Regions from separate parts of the Mus musculus genome. Here regions 2, 3, 4, 5 and 6 are each linked to region 1. Evidence: chromatin contacts called from public HiChIP or PLAC-seq and promoter capture Hi-C data. All regions are on one chromosome and are shown on one strand. Each heading gives the region's core, a stretch centred on a gene start, on an enhancer-like site or on the middle of the called end of the contact. The rest is flanking DNA. Distances are from core to core; before and after follow the strand shown. Region 1 holds the start of Snai2 (snail family zinc finger 2). Region 2 holds the start of Fgd4 (FYVE, RhoGEF and PH domain containing 4). Region 3 overlaps Fgd4 (FYVE, RhoGEF and PH domain containing 4). Region 4 overlaps Spidr (scaffolding protein involved in DNA repair). Region 5 overlaps Prkdc (protein kinase, DNA activated, catalytic polypeptide). Region 6 overlaps Prkdc (protein kinase, DNA activated, catalytic polypeptide).

Region 1 (4,045 bases), core at 904-3,403:
CTGTGTATGACTGTATGTGTGTGTCTGTCTGTCTCGCAGTCTCTCTTTATGTCTATTTCCCTCCTTTTCTATGAATACAGAATGAAGTATTTAAAATGTTGGTGTATCTAAGGACAAATCCCTGCCTTGCACAAACAAAATCTTGCAGTCTGTGACTAAAAGCAGCACCCCAATCTATTGAAGTCTGCAGGGAGAAACCGTTATAGCAGAGTCCTCCCACCTGGCCTTGGGTATGATAAGCTTCCATTCTTGCATTTTCATTACATCAGTTTAATATCAATTTTCCTCTGCTGTGCCCAAGCAGAGCTTCTGTTTAACATGATTTATGTCATCAGCCGGTGGACTTCCTCCTGCGGCCAGTGGGACACATCTCACATAGATAAGGCATGAATCAGATCAGTTGAGCTCAATACTGGCTAGCACAATCTGGAACACACAGGTTACTTGACTGCAGTCTGTAATTTAACACAACCCCTGGGTCCTTGGACACAAAGGGGCTGGTTTCCCTGTTTCAAATTCACTGGTTCTTTAAAAGCACAATGAATCGTTAATGATTTTTTAAATTGCAACAACTCACTTTAGCAGGTTATCTTCTGGCGTTCCCTGTTGTCATGTGTGGCTTTGTGCCCTCTTTCAATACTAGATAAAAAACAAACGGTGTGTTTTACTGGAAATTAGGTGGAAGGGGCAAGATTTCTTGCCCTATAGAGCAGGTGTCTAAATCTGAGCAAACCCACTAGAAATAGGTCAACTCAGACTCCAGCTCTGATCCATACTCATGGTAGCTTAGAAAGAAATCTAATACATTTTCTTGTTTTCTTGTCACCTGCAGATTCAGTTCCCTTAGTTTAAGGATTCATATAAATATCTTTCTGTATTTGACATTGAAATCAGTGACTATTGTAAAGAGAAAGAGGAATCATTGAAATTAACCCAGGAAGTCTGCGGGTTTCCCCCTCCCCCGCTCACACGCCCGTTTTCTCATCCCCAGATTAAGAAGTTATGCTGCTTGACAATGCACTTTTCTCTTGCAAGTCTCAACATCGCTGGTGGTATTCTGTTTCCGCTGTTTTCTTCCAGCACCTGTTACGAAAAAAAAGTTAGTTGTCTTGGGGTGGGGAGGTGGGGGAATTGGATTCTGCAATTTTGTTGGGAAGAGTCAGGGTAACATTGAAATAAACAGAGTTGCCTGTGGGCACAGTGAAAACTGCACTTTTAAAATGAATCACTTCGGAGTATTTTTACACCTACCCCTATGTGCAAATGCAAGTGAAGTGACCGGCTGGCTACTGGACTACCTAAACTGCCAGTCAAAGAACTTGGCAAAAGAATCCTTTACCCCATCTTTTAATGCAAACCAGGGATGTGGCGTGAGGAAGGGGGAGGCTTTTGAAGACTAAAGAAAACACCACTAAGTAACGGCAGACACTAAGAATTGTCAGTAGAGATTCATATTTTTTTTTCTTTCTCTAAAATACCATGCGCTACAAAGGGAGGAAGTCTTGTCACATGTCTTCATCAGAACTTTCCATACTTCTTCCAGAGTTTGCCTATTGTCGGAGTCTGCACCAGCCTTCCCTTTTATCTTTACACTCTTCCAGTTCCTGGGGTAGGCTGTAAGGCTTTACTTTCAAGTGTCTAACGCAGCGATCAGCAAGTTAACTTTCTGGCACGCCGCCCTAGACCTGCTGTGGCAGCTGCGGGGAGCCTTTACCTTCCTTTCCCAAAAGCCAGAGCCTACAGCTGCTTGTGTGCAATAACCCCCCTCCAGACGCAACTTCCAAATATAGACTCTCTGGCCACTAGGGGCTGCGCGGTCCCAGTCCGGAGGGCCGCCCTTCCTTCCCGCCCTCGCCTTGCCAGGCACTGCCCACATCTGGAAGCCAAGTCGCCGTAGGTCACCTAGCGGAAACACGTTTCCCCAGTGCTCAAGAACCGAGATTTCCTTTCTTGAAAACATTTAATGTATTTTGAGCCTCCACTGAAATGCCATGAGCAGCCCATTTTGAACCAGAAAAATTTAGTCTGACAACAGAGTCTTCCTCTATTCACAGCTGTTCCAGAAGGAGGAGCTGAAATCTGAACCTCTTGGCTGTGATTGGTTACTTCTAGAAAAAGCAACGGAGAAGGCGCCTCCCCGCCCAGAGGAGCTCAGTCGGGCAGGGAGCCGGGTGACTTCAGAGGCGCCTGCCTGTCCCCCGCCGCACCTGAGCCACCGCGATGCTATAGGACCGCCGCCTGGACCGTTATCCGCCCGCGCCCGCCCGCAGCCACCATGCCGCGCTCCTTCCTGGTCAAGAAACATTTCAACGCCTCCAAGAAGCCCAACTACAGCGAACTGGACACACACACAGGTAAAAATCGCCTCTGTAAATCTGTGCGCGAGTAAACCGCGGTTCTATTGCTTGACTCAGAGAACACACCGGGCCGCTTTCCTTTTAATGCTGTGCCAAAACTGTCCTTGCAGTCTCTTGATTACTTAGGTTAAGTTTTAATTCAAAACCTTTGAGATCTTTGCTGACAAGGAAAGCTTCCTTCCGGTCGGGCAGTATAGTTCTCTGAGCCTGTGTGTACGCAAAAGGAGTGCACGGACGTGATCGCACCCTTCCCCTCGCCTGAGCAGCAATCTCCTGAAGCCAAGCACTTGGGAAAGCAGCTGGATTCGTGCATGCCATTACCCGCCACAGGCACGGTACAGCTAGAACAGCCCACGCATAAAATGAAAAGCAACTTTATAAAAAGTTTTAATATAGTGTCTAGTTCTTCGTTCTAAATTGGGACAGCAAGGCTAGTCCAGAATGAAGGTTAGTCAGGGCAACTGTCAGCCTGCACGAGGACAGTAAGCCCAGGTGAAGGGAAGACTTTATGTGTGTCCTGTGAGTAAGGCTGTCTTCACTAGAGAGTCTCCTATGGAGTCTCCTGCATGTTGTTATGGTCTCTCTCAGACTGTGTACATATATTTTAAAAATATTTTGCCTTAATTTTTTCTTTCCTTCCTTTTCTTTCTTCCAGTTATTATTTCCCCATATCTCTATGAAAGTTACCCTATACCTGTCATACCAAAACCAGAGATCCTCACCTCGGGAGCATACAGCCCTATTACTGTATGGACATCGTCGGCAGCTCCACTCCACTCTCCTTTACCCAGTGGCCTTTCTCCTCTTACTGGATACTCCTCATCCTTGGGGCGTGTAAGTCCCCCGCCTTCCTCTGACACTTCATCCAAGGATCACAGTGGTTCAGAAAGTCCCATTAGTGACGAAGAGGAGAGACTGCAGCCCAAGCTTTCAGACCCCCATGCCATCGAAGCTGAGAAGTTTCAGTGCAATTTATGCAATAAGACCTATTCTACGTTCTCTGGGCTGGCCAAACACAAGCAGCTGCACTGTGATGCCCAGTCTAGGAAATCGTTCAGCTGCAAGTACTGTGACAAGGAATATGTGAGCCTGGGTGCCCTGAAGATGCACATTCGAACCCACACATTGCCTTGTGTCTGCAAGATCTGTGGCAAGGCTTTCTCCAGACCCTGGCTGCTTCAAGGACACATTAGAACTCACACTGGTAAGAGAAATGTAGAAAACCATGCCTCTCAGCTCAAACAGTGGTGTGACAGAGCTGTCTGCGGGGTGTCTTAAGGGACTGACAGGGGGTGTTTTTCATAAGGTGAACCACTGATAGCTGCTTTCTGCTCTAAAGCTTGTTAGAACAGCAAGTGCTCCTTTCCAGCCTCTGCTCCAGGGATTGTAAACAGCATTTAGACTTTGGAAAGCACATGCAGGAGATTTGGTCTCAAAGATCAGTTAGAAAGCAAGATTGAGGTATTTGGTGTGTGTTCTGCAGAACTGATAGTCAGTAAATACAAATGTCTGGCTCCTAGTGTTGATTTGATAAACAGGCAGAGGGGGTTCCTATAGTTTTTTTGGCTATACTTTTTGCTATGAATTCTGCCAACTCTTGACTAATTTAGTAAATGAGGCTAAATTGGATCTGGCCGTGTGCTTGTTTGTTTCATTTTCTTGTTGCTGATTTTTAAAAAAAGCCCAAA
Region 2 (4,045 bases), core at 1,137-3,636, 1.9 Mb after region 1:
CTATTTCTTTTTTTATTATTATTTAAACAAATTTCTATTAGATATTTTCTTCATTTACAATTCAAATGCTATCCCAAAAGTCCCTTATACCCTCTGCCCACCCTGGTCCCCAACCCACCCACTCCTGCTTCCTGGCCCTGACATTCCCCTATATTGGGGCATATAATCTTTACAAGACCAAGGGCCTCTCCTTCCATTGATGGCCGACTAGGCCATCTTCTGCTACATATGTAACTAGAGACACAGCTCTGGGGGGTACTGGTTAGGTCATGTTTTTGTTCCTTCTATAGGGTTGCAGGCCCCTTTAGCTCCTTGGGTATTTTCTCTAGCTCTTCCATTGGGGGCCCTGTGTTCCATCCAATAGATGACTGTGAGCATCCACTTCTGTATCTGCCAGGCACTGGCATAGCCTCACAAGAGACAGCTATATCAGGGTCCTGTTGGTAAAATCTTGCTGGCATATGCAATAGTGCCTGCGTTTGGTGGTTGATTATGGTATGGATCCCTGTAAATAAATCTTTTTTTGTTTTGTTTTTGTTTGTTGGTTTGTTTTGTTTTGTTTTTCGAGAAAGGGTTTCTCTGTATAGCCCTGGCTGTCCTGGAACTCACTCTGTAGACCAGGCTGGCCTCAAACTCAGAAATCCACCTGCCTCTGCCTCCCAAGTACTAGGATTAAAGGTGTGCGCCACCACTGCCCGGTGGTACTCTATTTCTGAAATTGCTAGAGATTCCCTTTGAATTTAAAAATTAGAAGGAGGGCTGGAGGAATGGCTCAGTGGTTAAGAGCACTGACTGCTCTTCCAGAGGTCCTGAGTTCAATTCCCTGCAACCACATGGTGGCTGGCTCACAGCCATCTGTAATAGGATCTGATGCCCTCTTTTGGTATGTCTGAAGACAGCTATAGTATACTCAAATAAATATATATTTAAAAAAATAAAAATAAAAATTAGGAGGAGAAGACCAAATTTAAAAATTAGGAGGAGAAGACTTCAGCAATGGATGGAAAAAAAACCAAAAAACAAACAAACAAACAAACAAAAAACCAGGATAGCTGGGCATAGTGAGTAGTAGCCTGCTTACCCAAGTGCCCTGAATTCTACTCCCAGTATGGGGGTGGGGGAATGGGGAGGGCACAAATAAATAAAAGAGCAAACAGAACCCTTTCTCCTACAAGCATAGCTGCTTTGCAGAAATAATTTATAGACTATACTGTGACTCTTGAAAGAGGATGTTTCATATTTTGATCGTCTCTTCAAAGCATTTGAAAATAAATCTAGTAACATAACAGAGGCATCAGACCAGTGTCTGTGCTGAAAACAACGGGTGACAAAATGCGATGACAAAGCAAACCATTTTCACTTAATAACATTTTCATTCAGTTTGGTGAATCACAGCTAGAACTGGAAGAGATCTCCAGAATACTTTATCAGTTTCTTACTTCTACAGGAAATGATTACAGAGGACTCTCCGTGATCCAGTTCATGCATCATCTCACATCCTGACTTATCTAACGTGAACACACACTTAACACACCATCCATCACGATTTTCTGTCATGTGCCTTCTATAGCTTCGGGACAAGGAATAGACAGCATATTTACCAGTCTCGACATTGATCATATTGATAAAAACACAAAGCTGCTTGCTCAATCATTACAAAATGAAAGTAAAGAAGGGTGAGATTTCTTTTTAAGATTCAAAATATTCAAAAACATAAACATTATCTGAGTGTTTGACTTTTGCCCTCGGGAAGGGAGCGCCAGGGAACTAAGGTCAACTGAGCAGAGGAATTTGGTGAATCTTAAACAGCAGTATATTGAAAAATAGGTTGTACAATTCCTAATAAAGCTTTTTCTAAGGGCACACCTTTAGTTTTTTAAGAACAAGCTGGCCATATTCTTGAAGCTTTGGGAGAAAGAACAAACTAACTAGGAATAGTGTCCTGCGGGGTAACTAACCTGTGAGGATCCCTTTCACAACAGAAGGCAGCCCTTTCCCCCAGGTCCTCAACAGCCAAAGGCACACACCCACACCCACTCCACTCCTAACACCCCGTCAAGCCCCCAACACGCGGCACGCCCTCCGCCAGTCCCCAACACAGGCGTCACGCCCCCAACACGCGCGGCACGCCCCCCGCCGGCCCCCCAACACGCGGCACGCCCTCGCTCCGCTCACCCACGCATTACCTGCGGCCTGGCTGGGTTGCGCGACACGGTCAAGGCGCCGCAATTGCGGCGAAGGCCTGCTCCAGGGCCGGGGGATCCCGGGCGGCAGGTAGGAGCCTGACTTCCGCCGGATGGCCACCCGCCTGAAGTTATGGTCGCTCTCGCTGTTCATGGTGGCCTGCGGTCACTCCCGCAAGCCTTGCCCCGCGCGCGTCCAGGTTGCGCGACTCCCTGCGCTCCCTCCCCGCGCAGGCCTCGCTTCCCGGGCCTGCGCTCCGACTCCGTCGTCGGACTCTCCGGCAGCGGCCGGCCCAGGCCGCCCCCGCTGCACAGCCAATCGCCAGAGTGCAGCGCGGTCCCGCCCGAGCGCCGAAGAGGCTTGGGGGGGACCGGCGTCGCCCATTGGCCCAGGGGAAGGCAGAGTGCACCTGCCTGGCTCACCTGAACCTCAGAAACGCCTCATCAGCTTACTTACCGACCACGCCCTGGGATGCTGGAAGAACAGTCTGGCTGTTACTCACCACACTTTCAAGAGCCAAAGTCTCCCAGGCTACCGCGCTGCAAACTTTAGGTAAGGAAACCCAGCTTTGAAAATGACTGAGAAGCCGGAATTCCAGATGCACCGCCGGCTCTTGGAAGAAGCGAATCAGCTTGCCGGGAGCGCTGTTCAAGCAATAAGGAAGCGCAGCTCTCACCTTAAAGGGAATAAAAGTTTCTTCTGCAGCCCTTTTGAGTAACCATGGCCCAGGAACACAGATTTAGACAACCTCAAATTCCATGTTCCAATGCGGAAGCAGTCTTAGAGTTTCACAGAACAAAGAAAGTCGTAAATCAAGGCAAGTTTAAAGTCCATTGGTAGGTATATCAGAGAGGCGGTTACCAGCAAGATGGAGGTTTTTGAATAGGCTTGAGATACTATCTCGTGACATTCTTAGCTTTGTGGTTGCTAGAAGTCATCTAAGTCAGTCAATAGATTCCAAAGGTTAGTTTAATCTGTTAGTCATGGGATGTTAGTTTTAAAGTAGAGGTGGACAAGAAATGACTGTTCCCCTGGGCTAAAGCTAGGCCAAGGTAAGTTAATTAGCCTCTGGGCTTGCAGCGTTCTAACCTCTCTACAGTACTGAAGTTCTAACCAGCCAGTCAGTCGGTGCAGACAGATTCCCTTCAGATTTCATCCACAGAATAACACTGGTTTCCAGAACAGCACAAGACCCAGTTTATCATGACCACTGTTAAAGATAATGTAGTAATAAAGTCAACAGATTTATGAATATGAAGCAGTTTCCAATGTACATTTCCACGGCAGAAAAAGGACATGACCACAGAGAAAAGACAAAAGTAGCTAACATGGTTACCTGGCTCAAGACAATAGCTTTTTTTTTTTTTAAAGATTTATTTATTTATTATATCTAAGTACACTGCAGCTGTCTTCAGACACTTCAGAAGACACTTCACACACTTCAGAAGAGGGAGTCAGATCTCCTTACGGATGGTTGTGAGCTACCATATGGTTGCTGGGACTTGAACTCAGGACCTTCAGAAGAGCAGTCGGGTGCTCTTAACCGCTGAGCCATCTCACCAGCCCGACAATAGCTTTTAAAGTCCCCTAAATACAAGAAAAGTTTGTCCTCTCTCTCTCATGAACAGACTTGCTCTCAAATCCCCATCTTATTGATTTAGGATATAGTACCTTACTTAAAAAATAATTTAGGACTTCACATTGCCCTCCTTCTTTCATCTAGACTTAGTTGCATAACAGACTACATGTAATTTTCCAACTCTACAGAGTTGTGAGATAAGTTGACTCCAGCCTTTAGAGAGGAGAGAGATGAGCCTGGGGATGCCTGCTTATCTGCAGCTCAGGAACATTTTAGCACACT
Region 3 (4,045 bases), core at 584-3,083, 1.9 Mb after region 1:
TAAGACCTGCTCTGAAACAGAAAATCAAGGTGAAGAACATTTGGTGAAACAAAGCTGTTGACTACAATGGTTGCTGGAAAAAAACAAAGGAGGAAAAAGAGGTGGGTGGGGGGAAGTAGGGAAGAGAAACACAGTCAACCAGGGGGCACAAAATACCTTAAAACACACACACACACACACACACACCAGTAACCTATTTCCTTCAAGTAGTCCTGGCTTTCCATTCATTCCATTCAGGTTGGCATTCTCAAGACCCAATCACTACTCAAAGCCCTATCTCTGTATATATGACCTTCAATGCATGCGCTTTTGGGGGAACACATCATATACAAACTTAACAATAACAATCCACCACAAAAAACATATGGCAAAGTTTATTGTATATTATTAATAATGGTACACTATTTATTCAGTTCTTGGTATGTGTCATGTGCTATAATAATAAATACTTCCAACTGTGTAAACCTCAGGTATGATATTATCTGTATCCTCATACTATTAGGGATGAAGACTGAGATACAGATTTTAAGTATTTTGTTATGGATTTTACCACTGAAATCTGAACCTGGTTTATATAAGAACAAAGCTTTGGATATGTTACTATGCCCTCCAACTCACGCATTTTAATGACAAAAAAAAAAAGAAGGCTTATATACATGTCTTGGCTGGCTTTTCTATTGATGAGATAAAACATAATAACTATGATGGCTTAAGTAAGAATGAGCCCTATATGCTCATATATTTGAATGCTCAATGACCAGAGAATGGTACTATTTAAAGTATTAGAAGGAATAGGAAGTATGGCCTTGTTGGAGGAAGTGTGTTCCTGGGAGTGTCTCTTTCTCTCTCTCTTTCTCTCTCTCTCTCTTTCTCTCTCTATCTCTCTCTCTCTCTCTCTCTCTCTCTCTCTCTCTACACACACACACACACACACATACCCTCCTTGGGATCAAGATATATATAGCTCTTGCTACTTCTCCAGCACCATGACTACCTGCTGGCACACTCTATCATCTGATGATGATAATGGACTAAGCCTCTAAAACTGTAAACAACACTTCAATTAAATGTTTTATTTTATAAGAGTTGCCTTGGTCCTGGCATCTCTCCACAAAAACAGAGCAGTGACTAACACAATGACCAAAAGCAACTTGGGGAGGAGATGGTTTATTTCATTTTACGGCTTGGAGCCCTTTATCCAGGCAAGACAGAACCTAGAGGCTGGAACTGATGCAGAGTTCACTGAGGAGTGCTGCTGTTAGCATGCATTTCATATTGTTCAGCCTGCTTTCTTATATCATTCTAGACCACTCAGCCAGGGGTCACACCACTTCCTGTGGGATAGGACTTCCCACATCAACCATCAATCAAGAAAATCCACAATGGGCCAGTCCAGTTGGGCAATACTCTTAGGCAAGGTTCCCTCTTCCAAAATGATAGTAGCCTGTGTCAAGTTGACATAAAAAACAGCCATAAATGAACTCCTTGTCAATTTGAAACATTGTTAAACATTAAACCATTAGCATTACTGTTAAATCATAACCTTTCTATTCTTGTTCACCCCCATGATCTCATAATAGTGACATCAAATATAAAACATATCAGCTTTTACAAGCCAATAGTCTTTAAAATTTCTAACATTTTTAACAGTTCAGACTCTTTAAGTATCCAAATTCTCATAACTGTAGGTTCTTATAAAATAAAAAATAAGTTGAATACTTTCTTATTCTAAGAGGAAAGAAGTGTAAAGCTCAATCTTAGATGTCTGTGACTCATGATGTCGGCTCCAAAGGGCACAGCACACACAGCTTGTCTCGCAGCTGTGGCTCCACTCCATGGCTGCTGCTATTTTTGTTGTTCGTCCCATGTTACCGGCATCTCCAAAGTGCTGGGGCCTCTGATGGTGTCGAACCTTCACTGATTCCTGCTACATTGTGCCAAGCTTCAACTTTTCTCCATGATGACTTTTCTCCATTCAACTTTTCTCCATCAATCCTGGAACTTTTTCTGCAACTGAGGCTGTACTTTCAATAACAGCCTCTCACGGTCTCTTTTCAGGGACTCTAGCTTTGCCACACAGTGCCACATCTCAGCTGTTCTCCTTGACTCCTTTGTACCTCCAATACCAGGACCATCGTGACTCTACAGGTTACTAATTCAGCTGCCAGCATGCGATCAAGCTTCTGACCTCTCTGGACCACAGCTTCTATATGCTGGCCCTGAGGAAATATTCCCAGATTTATGCTCTTCAATGATGCTGGTTTCCTCTTAGTCACTACTGATTTCTCAGCTCCTTCTGACCAACATCAATTGTTCTAGTAAAGCAAAGGTTTCACTGTAGTGGATCTTAATTCAAACTATCACATGAACAATGCTAATGGAGTGTTTGCTTCCGTCTAAACCTTCACAAACAATGCCTCCATTGTCTACATTTGTTTGACCCATTTTATCTTCCAAGCACTCACAGATCATCCCACTGAGCCTGGAACACTTAACAGTTTTTCCAGCCCAAAATTCAAATGCCACTGTAACCCCCTCAATAACATAAGGTCAAGTTTGTCAAAGCAGTAAGTATCCTTTGACCTGGTACCAATTTCTTAGTTGGTTTTTCTATTGTGGTGTTGAGATATCCTGACCAAAAGCAACTTTGAGAATAATTGTTTTATTTCATTATAGTTTGTAATTCATCATCCAGGGAAGTCAGGGCAGGAACTCAATATGAGAACCAGGAGGTAGGAGCTAATGCTGAGAACACAGAGGAGTGCTGGTTACTGACATGTTCTTCACAGCTTGCTAAGGCTGCTTTCTCATACAACCCAGAATGACTTGACTTTCTCATCCTCCTGCCTCCTCCTCTTGTTTGCTGGAGTTACAACATGTGCTAATATGCTGTGCTTGAGGTACTAGTAATAGATTCCAGGACTTTAAGCATAAAAGGAAGTTCTCTGCTAACTTAACTACATCCATACCCCTCTAATTTGGTGTTTGAACAGAGGACCATGTTAGAGAGAAAGAACTCTCTCTCTCTCTCTTGAACAGACACACATATAAATATACATAGATACTCTATTCCTCTTTCTGCTCTAGGACCAAAACCCAAATTGCTATTGCTAAAAACAGCATTGTCTTGGTTTAATTCTCACAATAGGTTAGAGCAGCATGTCCAGAAACAGTATAACCCCACTTATGCCCAGCCTGATTCATGTGTTAACACAGAAAACCCCAACACACACTTATTCATATATAATTTCATAAACACACAAAAAATGAAGCTCTCTCATTTGGAAAGACACACATTTTCTGAAGTTAGAGAAAAGATCAAATGTTCCTAATTAAAGGAGGAATTGGATAATTATCAGCTGTTTTTACGAAGGTTAATACTCCTAGTTTGTACCATGTCACTTAATCTATATGGTGGACAAGCATTGATCAAGAGTGCTGTGCTAACTTGCTCACAGGCCACATAGCCTGACAGGCTCTCAGATGTGATCCATCAGCATCATGGCAGAGTGTACTGAAAGATCCTTTAAAAACAAATACAATTTGTTTAGCACACTTAAAGCAATTTGAATGTTCAGTCTATGTTTCTGTATTTCTTGAATAAGTATGTATGTCCTACAGGTCAATGGCAGGGGTTAAATCCAGGGCCTGGCCACACTAGAAGCACTCTACCCTATCCTATGTTCCCAGCCCTATGTATATCCCTCAGAGCAACTTGTCTATTTTATAAATGTTTATTATGTTCACTGACATAATAAAGTCACTTACAACTGAGTTGAATCCATGCAACAGAATTGTTTCCTCTCATTTCTAATTCCTGGACATATACTTATCAATTCTATTAAGATTTTCCCAAGAGATTACCTTTTTCTTCTTTTATTTTGTCTATAGTATAGCTTTGATTTTCATGTTTACTACTGTTTTCTTTCAAGTAGAATTCATTTGCTTTTTCTAAGTTCATTACATAGATTCTTGCACCAATGACTTTAGACCTTTCTAATATTTTTAAATACAGGTGTAATAGCTCATATGTTGCAAAACAACT
Region 4 (4,045 bases), core at 849-3,348, 1.4 Mb after region 1:
CAATGGGAAATATTTTTAAGATAAGGCTGACTCTAGGCACTCTACCAGAGAAATATACTATACAGAGAAGCCTTAGCCAAAGGGCACAGAAGAGTCTAATCAAACATGACATCTAACCAGTGACACTGCAACAGAACAGAATGGGACATTTTGACCCTGTGCACATTCCCATCTGTAGTGGGTTGTTCTGTTGCTGCTTTTATTCAAATGCTAAATTCTGTGTGTCAAAGTCTGGTTGCTCCAAGATGAGCAGAGCCTCATATATACCAGTTTTTGTTGTATAAGCCTTGCCTTCCAAGTTATCCATGATTGGTTAATAAAAATGTCTACAGCCTGTGGTATGGTAGAAGAGATGTAGGTGAGGCTTCAGTTCCTGAGCTTGGTATCTGAGACAGGAACCACAAGAGAGGAGAAGAGAGAGGAGGTGAAAGAAGCCACCATGAGGTAGGTGGATTGTGAGCACATGGCCGTAAGGACCAGGCTATTGGAGTAGGAGCAGTCCAGGCAGAACATGACAAATGATAATCTCTGAGTTATTGACAGGGAAGTAGACAAAATAGCATAAAGGGTTGCTATCTGCCCAGCTCTATTGCTTTAAGGCTTATTATAAATATAAAGGTTTAGTGTCTTTTATTTGGGAACTAAATGATATTAGATAGGGTAGAATTCCCCAAATAATATTCACCACAACACCTATCATTGCAGGACTTCAACCTGATGCAACTTAAAGCTCAGAAAGAACCTCTCACTCTGTACTGCTCAGGCCATTTCTTGTATTCAGTTAAAGGAGTATGCCTCATTCACATGTAGAAAAATGCATAGTGCCCTGTATCCCTATATAACAGGTTCCTGCACCCATGCCTCTGCTCCCAAACACTGTTCTGTAGGCCCTGTGGTTACTCTAGGACTTATATCAAAGGACATGCCGCATAGAGAGATCCAGGAATATACAACATTTTCCTGGGAGCTAAGTGTCCTTTGCTCCTGGCTTTCATGATATACAAAAGGTATGTTATCTGGGACAAATGAAGTCAACTAAAATACAACTCTTGCTGGTATCCTGCCTTCAGTGCCCTGCATTTCACTTAACTTGTTGTCTCCAGCCAGTCCTATCATCTACATTCCTGATCTTTAGCATGGTCGTTTACCTAGTAATTCTCAAGAAACATAATCACCTGTTGCGGTAAATATAATTTGGGAATTTCTATCCCAGCTTAGATCATTTGGTTCTCAAATAAAAGACAAAAAAAAAAAAAAAAACCAAACAAACAAACAAAAAAACCCTTTATATTTATAATAAGCCTTAAAAAGCACCAGGGCTGGGCAGATATCAAGCTTCTGTGGTACTTTGTCTACTTCTCTGTCGATAAAGCCAAAATATATCTTGCCATGTTCCACCTGGGCCACTCCTATTCCAACTGGTTGGTCTCACAGACATGCTCTCACAATCCACCTCCTCCCTGGATTATTCTTCCTTCTTCCTCCTCTCTGGCTCTCCCCAACTGGTCTCTCCTCAGAATCCTAGCCCCAGGAACTGAAACCCTGTCTACCCCCTTCTGCCCAGATACAGGCTGTAGGCATCTTTATTCAACCAATAGTTTTAAATTAAGGAGGAAGGTTTGCACAACAAAAGCTGGCAGAGTGAGAATTCACTAGAGGCAACTAGACACCCCCCACCCCCATACAGAATTTAGCATTATAATACATAGCAGCAGACTAATTCTCAACAATCACCCACAGATCTTGGTTTGTTTGTTTGTTTGTTTTTTAATTGAATTTTATTCCTTTCAGTCTGATATGTAAGTGTAGTTTAAAGGATCAGATATTTTTTAAATTTTATTCTTTTTTTTATTAATTTATTTTTTTACACTCCATATTTTATTCCTCTCCCTCCAGCCCCGCTACTGTTCCACATCCCATACCTCCTCCCCAACCCCCTGTCTTCACGTGGATGTCCCCAACCCCCACCCCACCTGACCTCTAAACTCCCTGGGGCCTCCAGTCTCTAGAGGGTTAGGTACATCATGAATGAACACAGACCTGGCAGTCCTCTACTGTATGTGTGTTAAGAGCCTCATATCAGCTGGTGTATACTGTCTGTTTGGTGGTTCTGTGTTGGATAGATCTCAGGGATCCAGACTAACTGAGACTGCTGGTCCTCCTACAGAGTCCTCAGTTTCTTTCAGCCTTCCCTAATTCAACAACAGAGGTCAGCTGTTTCTGTCCATGGGTTGGGTGCAAATATCTGCATCTGACTCATTCAGGTGCTTGCTGGGTCAGAGTGCAGTTATGCTAGGTCCCTTTTTGTGAGCACTCCATAGGACTCCTCCCCATAGTTCAGAGAGTTGAGGTAAGCAAAGAATATACACAGATACACAGCAGTCTTTTGGGTACTGCTGCTAATTGCTAAGAAACCAAACTTTGAGAATCACAACTCTACTCGACATTTCCTGAATATCTGGTTTCACTTCAGTTTACCTCAAACAGACTCATTCACCCCAAGTTCATAACTTTTTCTGGAACAATGAATGACTGTCTCCATCCAGACCTTCCTAAGAAGCAGAGTATACCACAGAGCCATTAAAGTGGCATCTTTGTGAACTCATTCTGTGTCTATGTAACTAATATTCAGATAGATAAAGGCAATCAGTCTATGATGAACTGGTTTTGTTTTTGTTGTTGTTGTTGCCATCATTGTTATTTTAAAGAGACAGAGTCTCATTTAATTGCCTAGGTTTGCCTTGAAATTCTGAACACAAGTGTTCTGCCTCAGATCCCTCACAGGTTGAGACAATAGAAATATGTCACTATGCCTGACTTGAACAAAACTCTTTAATAAGCAATAATTTATTCCTATTTTTAAAAACATTTTTCATCCTATAACTTAATGTAAATATTATGGTGACTTCTAAAGGAATCATGATAGTTTATCTTCACATTGAACCTGACTAGATTTGAACTGCCTGGGCCTCATCTTTGGGTGTAACCAAAGGATGTTTCCAGCGAGGTTTAGCAGAAAAGGGAATACTACTCTCAATATGCAAGTCACCATCCCATGGAATAGGGTTCCAGACTGAATAAAAAGACCCAAAATAGGAGGTCAGCCAAACACCAGAATTTACCTCTGATTCCTGACTGTAGAAGCAATTCACTACATGGTCCCATCACCCTGCCTTCCATACCATGACAGATTATATCTCTTCAAACAGTAGGCCATAATGAAACCTTCCTTAAGGCCTCCCCCCAGACACTTCTCTGTGCAATGAGAAACAAACTAATATAAGTACAAATATAAGTAGTATAAATACTACCATATTAGAGATGGCAAAACAGAAGTCAAAGCTTATGAGATCACAATACTAGTAATTTACTATCTATTTTTGTATCATTATAGGCATGTAATCCATTTATCAGTTGCACTTTTTAAAGGTTTTGATCACCATGACTCATTATTTCAATAATTTTAAGTATAACAATACTTAAGAAATGTGTAAATTATGTAAAATTCTCACTACAGAAAAAAATTTTGGTTTATTGCCATATGTAACAATAATTAGTGGGAAAAAAGTCCATAAATTAGAAAGAACATGGCTATATGGGAATGTTTGGATAGAGGAAAATTATGTGATTATATTATGAGCTCAAATTTTTATTTTAAATGTTGGAACAAGGGTTTTACTCTGTCATGATTACAAATATAGCAATGTTTACAGGCCAAGAATTCCAAAAACTAGGGTAAGACCTGAGAAAGCACCTTAAAGCTCTGAAAGCATAAGAGAGACAGCAGATAAGTGTTTCACTTTTGATTTTTGCTCCATTTGAACTTGATGTTGAATAGGTCAGCATAGGAACTTTGGGAAGGTCATGAAACACTCACCCCTTCGGAAGAGGCTAATTAGCATTTCTCTGACCACAGGGCAGGAATGGACCTGAAGGTAGGGACACATTTTGCAAGACTGACCTTGGCTCACCTTCTGACAAAGGAATACCTTGTCACCTCATTCCCTAAAGACCAATCAGTTTAAAGGGCGCACTGTTCCGCCAA
Region 5 (4,045 bases), core at 755-3,254, 1.1 Mb after region 1:
CCAATGGTTGGCCAGGCTCTGGTAGAGCCTCTCAGGGGACTGCTATACCATGCTCCTGTCAGCAAGCGCTTCTTGGCATTAGCCATAGTGTCTAGCTTTGGTGTCTGCAGATGGGATGGATCCCTAGGTATATAGCAGTGTGGGAGTAGGGAAATCAGACTAGCCACTAGAAAATCAATCTTCCTTCTATCCCTAAAAACAATTCAAGTTTCATTTATCTCTGTCCTTTGTCCACTTGTTGGAGGCCAGCACTCTCACTGTCTATCTGTTTCTCTGTCTCTCTCTTTCCTTCTCTGTCTTCCTCTAAGCACTTGTCATGAGTGTGTCTACCCTTTTTACTTGCTAACCTTCATGCTTTAAATATTTGTAATGATCTTCCATATTTGTGAGTAAAGACAACTGAAATGAGTATTTTCACACTTCCGATCAGTCTTCGTTGAGTCCATGGTCCATACGGAGTCCTTGCTTTTGAAATCTTACATGTTGGTTCCTGTTGTAAGCTGGCCCGCGGCCTACATGAACTGGGTATTTCTGGAAGGCAGGTTGGGGCTGAAAGAGACTTAGACTGCAAGCTAAGCCAAATGTTCTGATCAAGGCCCGTGATTTTACTCAGAGATTTTACTCAGAGACTATGCTTAAAAGGGGGAAAGCCCATCCCTTGCCAGTCCATTCTTGGTGCCTGGAGCCAGCCTGCAGGATAGGATGTGCCTCCTGAATATCTCAGGGGCCTCTCAGCAGATAGCAGTCTTGGAGGAGAGCAGCAGCAGTGGGTGACAGAACAATAGAGCCATCTAGGTCAGAAGGCTTCACCCAGGTGGTCTCATTCTCAGTGGCAGCAAGGTTTGCATCAGCCGGCTTCAGGCTTGGGGAGGTTACAGGTTCCAGATCCTAGAGACACAGCAGGAAACAGGCCCCGTCTCTGCTCAGGGACAGACAGTGTACAAATGAATATTTAATAGTGTTGAAGGGTGAAGAGACTGTGATCCATGCAGGAAGACCATGATCAGGTCTCTTGAACTAGAGTTCACTGTGAGGACTGATCAAGGCACCTAACATAAAATGCATCTTAAATTGTATTTGATAAACATTAAACTAAAGAGAATTCTGTCTTCTCAGAGGACTTGCAGTGTTTCTATGTCAGAAGGAAGCACAAGGCATTAGATCATTGCACAGTGCCCAAGGTATGGCTTTACACACTCACTGTCACAGTTGAGGCCTGGGAACCTTGTGACTGTGTGGTGGCTACTACAAACTGGTGGCCGTTCCTAGCACTCAATTTTATCACTTGAATGTGAATCTTGGTGAAGGTCATGATGTTGGACGTGTTCCTGGGATTAACTTAAATTATTAAAATAAATTTTGGTTTCAGCCCTTAACATAGTGTTCTACTTTTATGTGTTTGAAAGGAAACTTAATTTTTCAGGTGATAGCAGAGTTGGTATGTGAACTGGTTATAAAACAACTGAAGCAACATCAAAATACTATGGAAGACAAATTTATTGTTTGCTTAAACAAAATAGCGAAGGGCTTCCCTCCTCTTGCTGACAGGTAAGGGACAGTGGCAGGAGGCCTGGGACATGGGTAGGAGGTGTGGGAGCATATCAGCCCCCATCTTCTCATGAACCTCTCTACCTCCACAGGTTCTTGAATGCTTTGTTCTTTCTGCTGCCAAAATTTCATGGAGTAATGAAGACACTTTGTCTGGAAGTTGTACTTTGTCGAGCAGAGGAGATCACAGGCCTATACTTACAGTTAAAGAGTAAAGACTTTCTTCAAGTCATGAGACATAGGTAAGTGAGTATCAGGCCTCACTGACTAGAATACAACACAGACACAGTCACAAAATATTCTCTCGCCCCTGTATCTCCTTTAACTACCAACCACTTTGGGTGTTCAAAAGAAGCATATTTGAAATTTCAACCCAAGGGGTAAAAGTGGTGAGAGCGGAGGAGGGAATGAGATCCCAGCCCAGCCTCTGTCTCTGGAGCCTCGGGGAGTGGCACCCAGTCCCACCCTTGTTTTTTTTCTCATACAAATGAAGACGATTGCTGTACTGCAGTACTTCAGACTGTCTTAAGACTTGTGCGTGGCTTTCAGTTCTGTACCTATTTTGACAAGCAGGAACCTTCTTATGTTAACATTGTTCCCTTCTTTTCAAAGTTTCAATTGAGTAGAAAGTAATTGAAGATAAAGTAGTCGGTCCCTTATTTCTCTGTCTTCTTACATTTGTGACCTGTGTGTATATAACACTTTCATGGTGATAAAACTGGTAAGTATGTAATGTACTGATGACAAGAATGAATGTCATTGTGTTCTGCTCTCTTTCAGTACTTGCTGAAAGCTGACTGCTTTCAGGAACAGGAGACACTCAGATATTTAGGACTCGGGGCACAATTAGATCACTATCTGACAGACACAATTAGATCGCTATCTGACAGACACAATTAGATTGCTATCTGACAGACACAATTAGATCACTATCTGACAGACACAATTAGATCACTATCTATCTGACAGACACAATTAGATCACTATCTGACAGACACAGTTAGATCACTATCTATCTGACAGACACAATTAGATCACTATCTATCTGACAGACACAATTAGATCACTATCTATCTGACAGACACAATTAGATCACTATCTATCTGACAGACACAATTAGATCACTATCTATCTGACAGACACAATTAGATCACTATCTATCTGACAGACACAATTAGATCACTATCTATATCTGACAGACACAATTAGATCACTATCTATATCTGACAGACACAATTAGATCACTATCTATCTGACAGACACAATTAGATCACTATCTATCTGACAGACACAATTAGATCACTATCTATCTGACAGACACAATTAGATCACTATCTATCTGACAGACACAATTAGATCACTATCTATCTGACAGACACAATTAGATCACTATCTATCTGACAGACACAATTAGATCACTATCTATCTGACAGACACAATTAGATCACTATCTATCTGACAGACACAACTAGATCACTATCTATCTGACAGACACAATTAGATCACTATCTATCTGACAGACTGATAGCACCTGAGAGTGTTCTCACCTAAGTCCTTCATAATTTTCCCTTATTTTGTCTGTCACCATCAGTTTCTTTAAATGAACTTTATTTTGAAATAATCTTTATAGATACAAAAAAGGTAAAGATTTTATACAAAATTCCCATATATTCTTCACTCCTCCTTTTATATGATCATAATAATCACAATTATGATTGTTAAAAGTAAAGAATTACTATGAATAACCTAGTCCGACTTTCTCTTTTCAGCTCTTTAAAAATTCAGAATGTTTTAACTGTGATGTTATGTGACCCTAAATTTTTTGGGTGTGAAGTTTTGAATGATTGCTTTAAGCTTCCCATTGATTAATTACTATTAATTACTTCATATTTTTATAGTTTTACATTTTAGTCTTCCTTGGTTGCAGTTGCCAGTTTCTTTCTGGCTGACTATTATTTTAGTAGGAGGGATGTTCAGTTGTACATGGTAGTCTTTTATGATTCCTTTTTTAAAAATAATTTTTATGTATTCTTTTACAGTTTTGCACACACACACTTGTATATAATGCCTTTTTATAAGAATCACTCCCAGTTCTCTTTTGTCCCCTTTCCCACTGCCATTCCTACCAACACACCTCCCTACTCTGACTTTATTCTTCTCTCTCTCTCTCTCTCTCTCTCTCTCTCTCTCTCTCTCTCTCCCCCCTCTCTCTCGTGTCCATTGAGTTTAACATGTATGTACATAGATATGGGGTTATTCACTGGATTATGGGTACCTTAAAAAACTGCCTGCACCAGTGAAGAAAAAAGATTAACCTCCCCAGCCACTGTTAACTACCAATAGCTTTTCAATAGGGTGGACTGGCATGAGTGCCCAATCACATGCCAGTGATAGAAGTGTTCAGTCCTGTTCAGGTGGCCATAGCTTCTGTGAGTGCACATGTGTAGTGGTCATCTCATGTCCTGAAGACAGCATTTCACAGCATTCTTCCATGCCC
Region 6 (4,045 bases), core at 568-3,067, 1.0 Mb after region 1:
GATCATAGAGTTTTAATGTATGTAAGAGATTAACATATATATTTATTTATTATTTCGGCTCATTCTTTGAGCTCCTTCCATCAAAGCCTGGCTCTATGTAAGTCATGGTGACAGGAAGATGTGGCAGATCACTTCATGATTGACTAAAAATGAGAGAATCCCAGAACACAAAGACACTGCACAAAGACAAGATTACCAGGGACCCATGTCTTCTAACTATTCTCATCTTTTTAAAAGCTGCACAACTCCCATAATAGCTGCAGCAGGTGGGAGCACATGTTCAAACCATAGCAGAGGACTGGGAATATAACCCAGTGGCAGGGTGAATACATAAATAAATGACCTGACCTTGTGTAGACATTTTTACTATATATGAAATTGAATTCTATTTCAATTATAATTTAGTTCAAAATTTGAACTAAGAAGCTAAGAAGAAATGGCTTCTGTTTGTTGATCTTTCCTTTAACATTTTTTTCTTTGAAATAGTCTTTAATTTGTTATTAAGTATATATTATCACTTGTATTTCAAAAAGGCACTGTACATTAGTTTTAGTAGAGTTAGAAAGAAAGGCATAGTAATATTTTGCTGCTATTATTTCTAGGTGCTGAAGTACAGTCTTCACTTTTGAAGTCAGTGGCTTTCTTTTTAGAAAGCATAGCAACCCATAGCGCTAGAGCAGTAGAACAACGCTTTGGCTCCGGGGCGCCGGGCCCTCCCAGCCTCCACGAGGAAGAGAAGTACAATTACAGCAAGTGCACAGTCTTAGTCCGGATCATGGAATTCACCACAACCCTGCTCATCGCCTCTCCAGAGGACTGCAAGGTAGAGTCCCCTCTCCCGCTCTGTTAACTGGAGATTGGTGCTTTATAATGCAAAGTGTTTTAAGTTTCCTTAAGATCAGATCCTGTAATATTTACATTGCGATTCAAAATTACAGTTATCAAGTAGCAATCAAAAGAACTTTATGGTTTGGGGTTGCTATAACACAAGGAACTATATTAAAGGTTGAGAGCCAGTGCCTTAGATCATTAGACATAAGGGAGAAACATCAAAATTACATTCAGATCCCATCGTAGCCCACTTCAAATATTTATCCTCAAGAAATGAAATAGAAACAAAAACTGGCGATGATTGAGAAGCAAAGCAAGTGCTGCTTTGGGGAGCTCGGCCAGAGAGTGCATGGGAAAGTGCTTGCTCGCCATGGATTCCATGCCTAATACTGTCATCTCACTAAAAACAGGATCAAAAATTAGCACAACCACTGTGGAAATCAATCACCTTCAAAAACTAAAAGTGTAATCACTGTCTATGACTTAGGCACACGATTCTGGTCATTACCCAAAGGAGTCAACATCAGTGGAGCGATGCCTTGCCTTCATGATCATTTGTCATTTGTTTGTTTGCTTGTTTGTTTATTTTTGAGACAAGTGGAAATTATAACCATGGCTGGCTGGGACTTACAGTGTAAACCAGGGTGGTCTGGAATTCACAGATTCACCTGCCTCTGCCTCACTAGGGCTGTGATTAAAGGTGTGTGACCAGCTATCCTTACATTCATGATAGCAAGTTAGAGAATCAACCTAGGTGCCATTAATGGATGAATGAATGTGTGTGTTTATATTCATAAGGGTGTGCTATTCTCCAGCCATAATGAATAATGAAACATAATTTATTGGAGAATAAATGAAAGTAAACATCATATTAACTGGTCAACCAGACCCAGTCAAGTATCACATTTCCTGTCATGTGTGTGACCAAGCCAGCTTAGTCACTCAACAGGGTCTCAATGGAGGGAGTGAGGATTGACAAAGGAAAACAGCCAGACAGAATTATCACATGACTCAGCCTATACTGACAAAATTATCACATGACTCAGCCTGTACTGAGGCTGAAGCGGCTTTATGTCTCCCCAGCCTGCTTTATATCATTCTTGTGATAGCCAAAAAACATGGTCAGTTCTAAGATCAAAGATGAAGTCATCAAGAGAAGTAGTAAAGAGATCACACAAAATAGTAATTAAGTAAAGAAGTAAGCAAAAGGATCACACAAATTAATAATTAAGTAACAAAGCCCCATGGTCACTGTTTCTAATACTCTTATCTGAGCCTACTTCCTTGTCTTAGCCCAGTGACAAATACTGTATTCCTAGAAGTGGCACCATAGGCTCTCAACATGTGTGGACTGCTTTTATTGTGTCCCATAAGTTTTGGTATGTTTGTCTTCATTTTCATTAAATTCTAAAAAGCCTTTAATTTCTTTATTTTTTCCTTGACCAAGTTATCATTGAGTAGAGCGTTGTTCAGCTTCCATATGTATGTGTGCTTTCTGTTGTTTTTGTTGGTATTTAAGACCAGCCGTAGTCCGTGGTGACCTGATAGGATGTATAGGATTATTTCAGTCTTGTATCCGTTGAGGCCTGTTTTGTGTCCAATTATATGCTCAATTTGGGAGAGGGTACCATGAGGTGCTGAGAAGAAGGAATATTCTTTTGCTTTAGGATGAAATGTTCTATAAATATCTGTTAAATCCATTTGGTTCATAACTTCTGCAGTTTCACTTGTCTGTTTAGTTTGTGTTTCCATGATGTAAGAGTAAGGTGTTGAATTCTCGCACTATTATTGTGCGTGGTAGGATGTGTGCTTTGAGCTTTAATAAAGGTTCAAATGCTCTTTCATTTGGAGCATAGAGGTTCAGAATTGAGAGTTCATCTTGGTAGATTTTTCCTTTGACCAGTATGAAGTGTCCTTTCTTATCTTTTTTTGATAACTTTTGGTTGAGAGTTGATTTTATTTGATATTAGAATGGCTAGTCCAGAGGCAGAGGCAATTGGATTTCTGAGTTCGAGGCCAGCCTGGTCTACAAAGTGAGTTCCAGGACAGCCAGTAGGGCTATACAGAGAAACCCTGTCTCGAAAAAACCAAAACCAAAACAAACAAACAAACAAAAAAAGAATGGCTACTCCAGTTTAGAAAGTTGTTTTACAACCTTTTTTTTTTTAATCAATCCCATTTTTTTATTAGATATTTTCTTTATTTACATTTGAAATGTTGTCCCCTTTCCAATTTCCCCCGAAAAATCTCCTATCCTCTCAACTCTCCCCGTGCTCCCTAACCCACCCGCTCCCTATTCCTGGCCCAGGCATTCCCCTACACTGGGGCATAGAACCTTCACAGGACCAAGGGCCTCTCCTCCCACTGATGACCAACTAGGCCATCTTCAGCTACATATGCAGCTAAATTCACGAGTCCCTCCATGTGTTTTCTTTGATTGGTAGTTTAATCCCAGGGAGCTCTGGGGGTACTGGTTAGTTCATATGGTTGTTACTCCTAGGGGGCTGCAAACCCGTTCAGCTCCTTGGGTACTTTCTCTAGCTCCTTCATTGGGGACCCTGTGCTCTGTCTAATGGATGACTGTGAGCATCCACTTCTGTATTTGTCAGGCACTGGCAGAACCTCTCAGGAGACAGCTATATATCAGGCTCCTGTCAGCAAGCTCTTGTTGGCATCTGCAATAGTATCTGGGTTTGGTGGTTGTTTATGGGATGGATCCCCAGGTGGGGCAGTTTCTGGATGGTCATTCCTTCAGTCTCTGCTCTGAACTTGGTCTCTGTAACTCCTTCCATGGGCATTTTGTTCCCCCTTCTAAGAAGGGTAGAAGTATACACACTTTGGTCTTCCTTCTTCTTGAGCTTCATGTGTTTTGCAAATTGTATCTTGGATATTCTGAGCTCCTGGGCTAATACCCACTTATCAGTGAGTACATATCATGTGTGTTCTTTTGTGATTGTGTTACCTCACTTAGGATGATATCCTCAAGATCCATCCATTTGTCTAAGTTTTATAACCTTTCACTTTGAGGTAGTGTTGGCCTTTGTCACTGAGGTACGTTTCAAGCGGGCCAGTGTTGGTGCACACTTATAATCCCAGCACTTGGGGAGCAGAGGCAGGTGGATTTCTGAGTTCAATGGCAGCCTGGTCTACAGAGTGAGTTCCCTGTTAGCCAGGGCTACACAGAGAAACCCTATCTCAAAGAAACCAAACTAAG

Evidence for each region. Promoter capture Hi-C pulls out the DNA fragments that hold promoters and counts their contacts. HiChIP or PLAC-seq counts read pairs in DNA pulled down with a chosen protein or histone mark.
Region 2: a promoter capture Hi-C map of pre-B cells shows a contact between it and region 1. The contact joins the promoter of Fgd4 here to the promoter of Snai2 in region 1. A contact is called at or near these places in 9 of 39 promoter capture datasets (the C10 cell line, the HPC-7 cell line, HPC-7-derived erythroid cells and 5 more), 1 of 15 datasets of contacts at CTCF or cohesin (large pre-B cells), 1 of 484 Hi-C or Micro-C datasets (pre-B cells) and 1 of 115 datasets of contacts at active chromatin or transcription factors (astrocytes).
Region 3: a contact with region 1 is called in a promoter capture Hi-C map of liver, with 2.8 times the contacts expected there. The contact joins the enhancer-like site here to the promoter of Snai2 in region 1. A contact is called at or near these places in 11 of 39 promoter capture datasets (the 3T3-L1 cell line, the C10 cell line, the HPC-7 cell line and 7 more) and 1 of 115 datasets of contacts at active chromatin or transcription factors (astrocytes).
Region 4: a contact with region 1 is called in a promoter capture Hi-C map of embryonic stem cells, with 7 times the contacts expected there. The contact joins the enhancer-like site here to the promoter of Snai2 in region 1. A contact is called at or near these places in 11 of 39 promoter capture datasets (the 3T3-L1 cell line, 3T3-L1-derived adipocytes, the C10 cell line and 6 more).
Region 5: a promoter capture Hi-C map of embryonic stem cells shows a contact between it and region 1, with 7 times the contacts expected there. The contact joins the enhancer-like site here to the promoter of Snai2 in region 1. A contact is called at or near these places in 11 of 39 promoter capture datasets (the 3T3-L1 cell line, the C10 cell line, HPC-7-derived erythroid cells and 7 more), 1 of 484 Hi-C or Micro-C datasets (the HPC-7 cell line) and 2 of 115 datasets of contacts at active chromatin or transcription factors (astrocytes and embryonic stem cells).
Region 6: a FOXA1 HiChIP or PLAC-seq map of pancreatic cancer cells shows a contact between it and region 1. The contact joins the enhancer-like site here to the promoter of Snai2 in region 1. A contact is called at or near these places in 12 of 39 promoter capture datasets (the 3T3-L1 cell line, 3T3-L1-derived adipocytes, the C10 cell line and 8 more), 7 of 115 datasets of contacts at active chromatin or transcription factors (the NIH/3T3 cell line, cardiomyocytes, embryonic limb bud and 4 more) and 1 of 9 other capture datasets (embryonic stem cells).

The regions. Positions count from the first base shown.
Region 1 is chr16:14,703,699-14,707,743 of GRCm38.p6, forward strand. Snai2 (snail family zinc finger 2) reads left to right here and starts at 2,154. Exons shown (of 3, transcript NM_011415.3): 1 at 2,154-2,354; 2 at 3,013-3,561. The coding sequence starts at 2,276.
Region 2 is chr16:16,597,592-16,601,636 of GRCm38.p6, forward strand. It overlaps Fgd4 (FYVE, RhoGEF and PH domain containing 4), which reads right to left and starts at 2,387. Exons shown (of 17, transcript NM_001301817.1): 1 at 2,187-2,387. The coding sequence starts at 2,337.
Region 3 is chr16:16,564,603-16,568,647 of GRCm38.p6, forward strand. The region is part of intron 1 of Fgd4 (FYVE, RhoGEF and PH domain containing 4); the gene reads right to left. Among named protein-coding and RNA genes, the nearest start is that of Fgd4, 33 kb to the right of the region's middle. Within about 2 kb of position 1,834, at least 23 of the 459 cell types and tissues checked have an H3K27ac peak or open chromatin away from gene starts, as enhancers often do. A contact at or near this core is called in liver, where this site is marked.
Region 4 is chr16:16,084,608-16,088,652 of GRCm38.p6, forward strand. The region is part of intron 5 of Spidr (scaffolding protein involved in DNA repair); the gene reads right to left. Among named protein-coding and RNA genes, the nearest start is that of Spidr, 60 kb to the right of the region's middle. Within about 2 kb of position 2,099, at least 20 of the 459 cell types and tissues checked have an H3K27ac peak or open chromatin away from gene starts, as enhancers often do. A contact at or near this core is called in embryonic stem cells, where this site is marked.
Region 5 is chr16:15,758,062-15,762,106 of GRCm38.p6, forward strand. It overlaps Prkdc (protein kinase, DNA activated, catalytic polypeptide), which reads left to right. Exons shown (of 86, transcript NM_011159.2): 53 at 1,424-1,548; 54 at 1,641-1,790. Among named protein-coding and RNA genes, the nearest start is that of Mzt2, 100 kb to the right of the region's middle. Within about 2 kb of position 2,005, at least 5 of the 459 cell types and tissues checked have an H3K27ac peak or open chromatin away from gene starts, as enhancers often do. A contact at or near this core is called in embryonic stem cells, where this site is marked.
Region 6 is chr16:15,708,109-15,712,153 of GRCm38.p6, forward strand. Prkdc (protein kinase, DNA activated, catalytic polypeptide) reads left to right here. Exons shown (of 86, transcript NM_011159.2): 32 at 603-823. Among named protein-coding and RNA genes, the nearest start is that of Prkdc, 72 kb to the left of the region's middle. Within about 2 kb of position 1,818, at least 33 of the 459 cell types and tissues checked have an H3K27ac peak or open chromatin away from gene starts, as enhancers often do. A contact at or near this core is called in the NIH/3T3 cell line and pancreatic cancer cells, where this site is marked.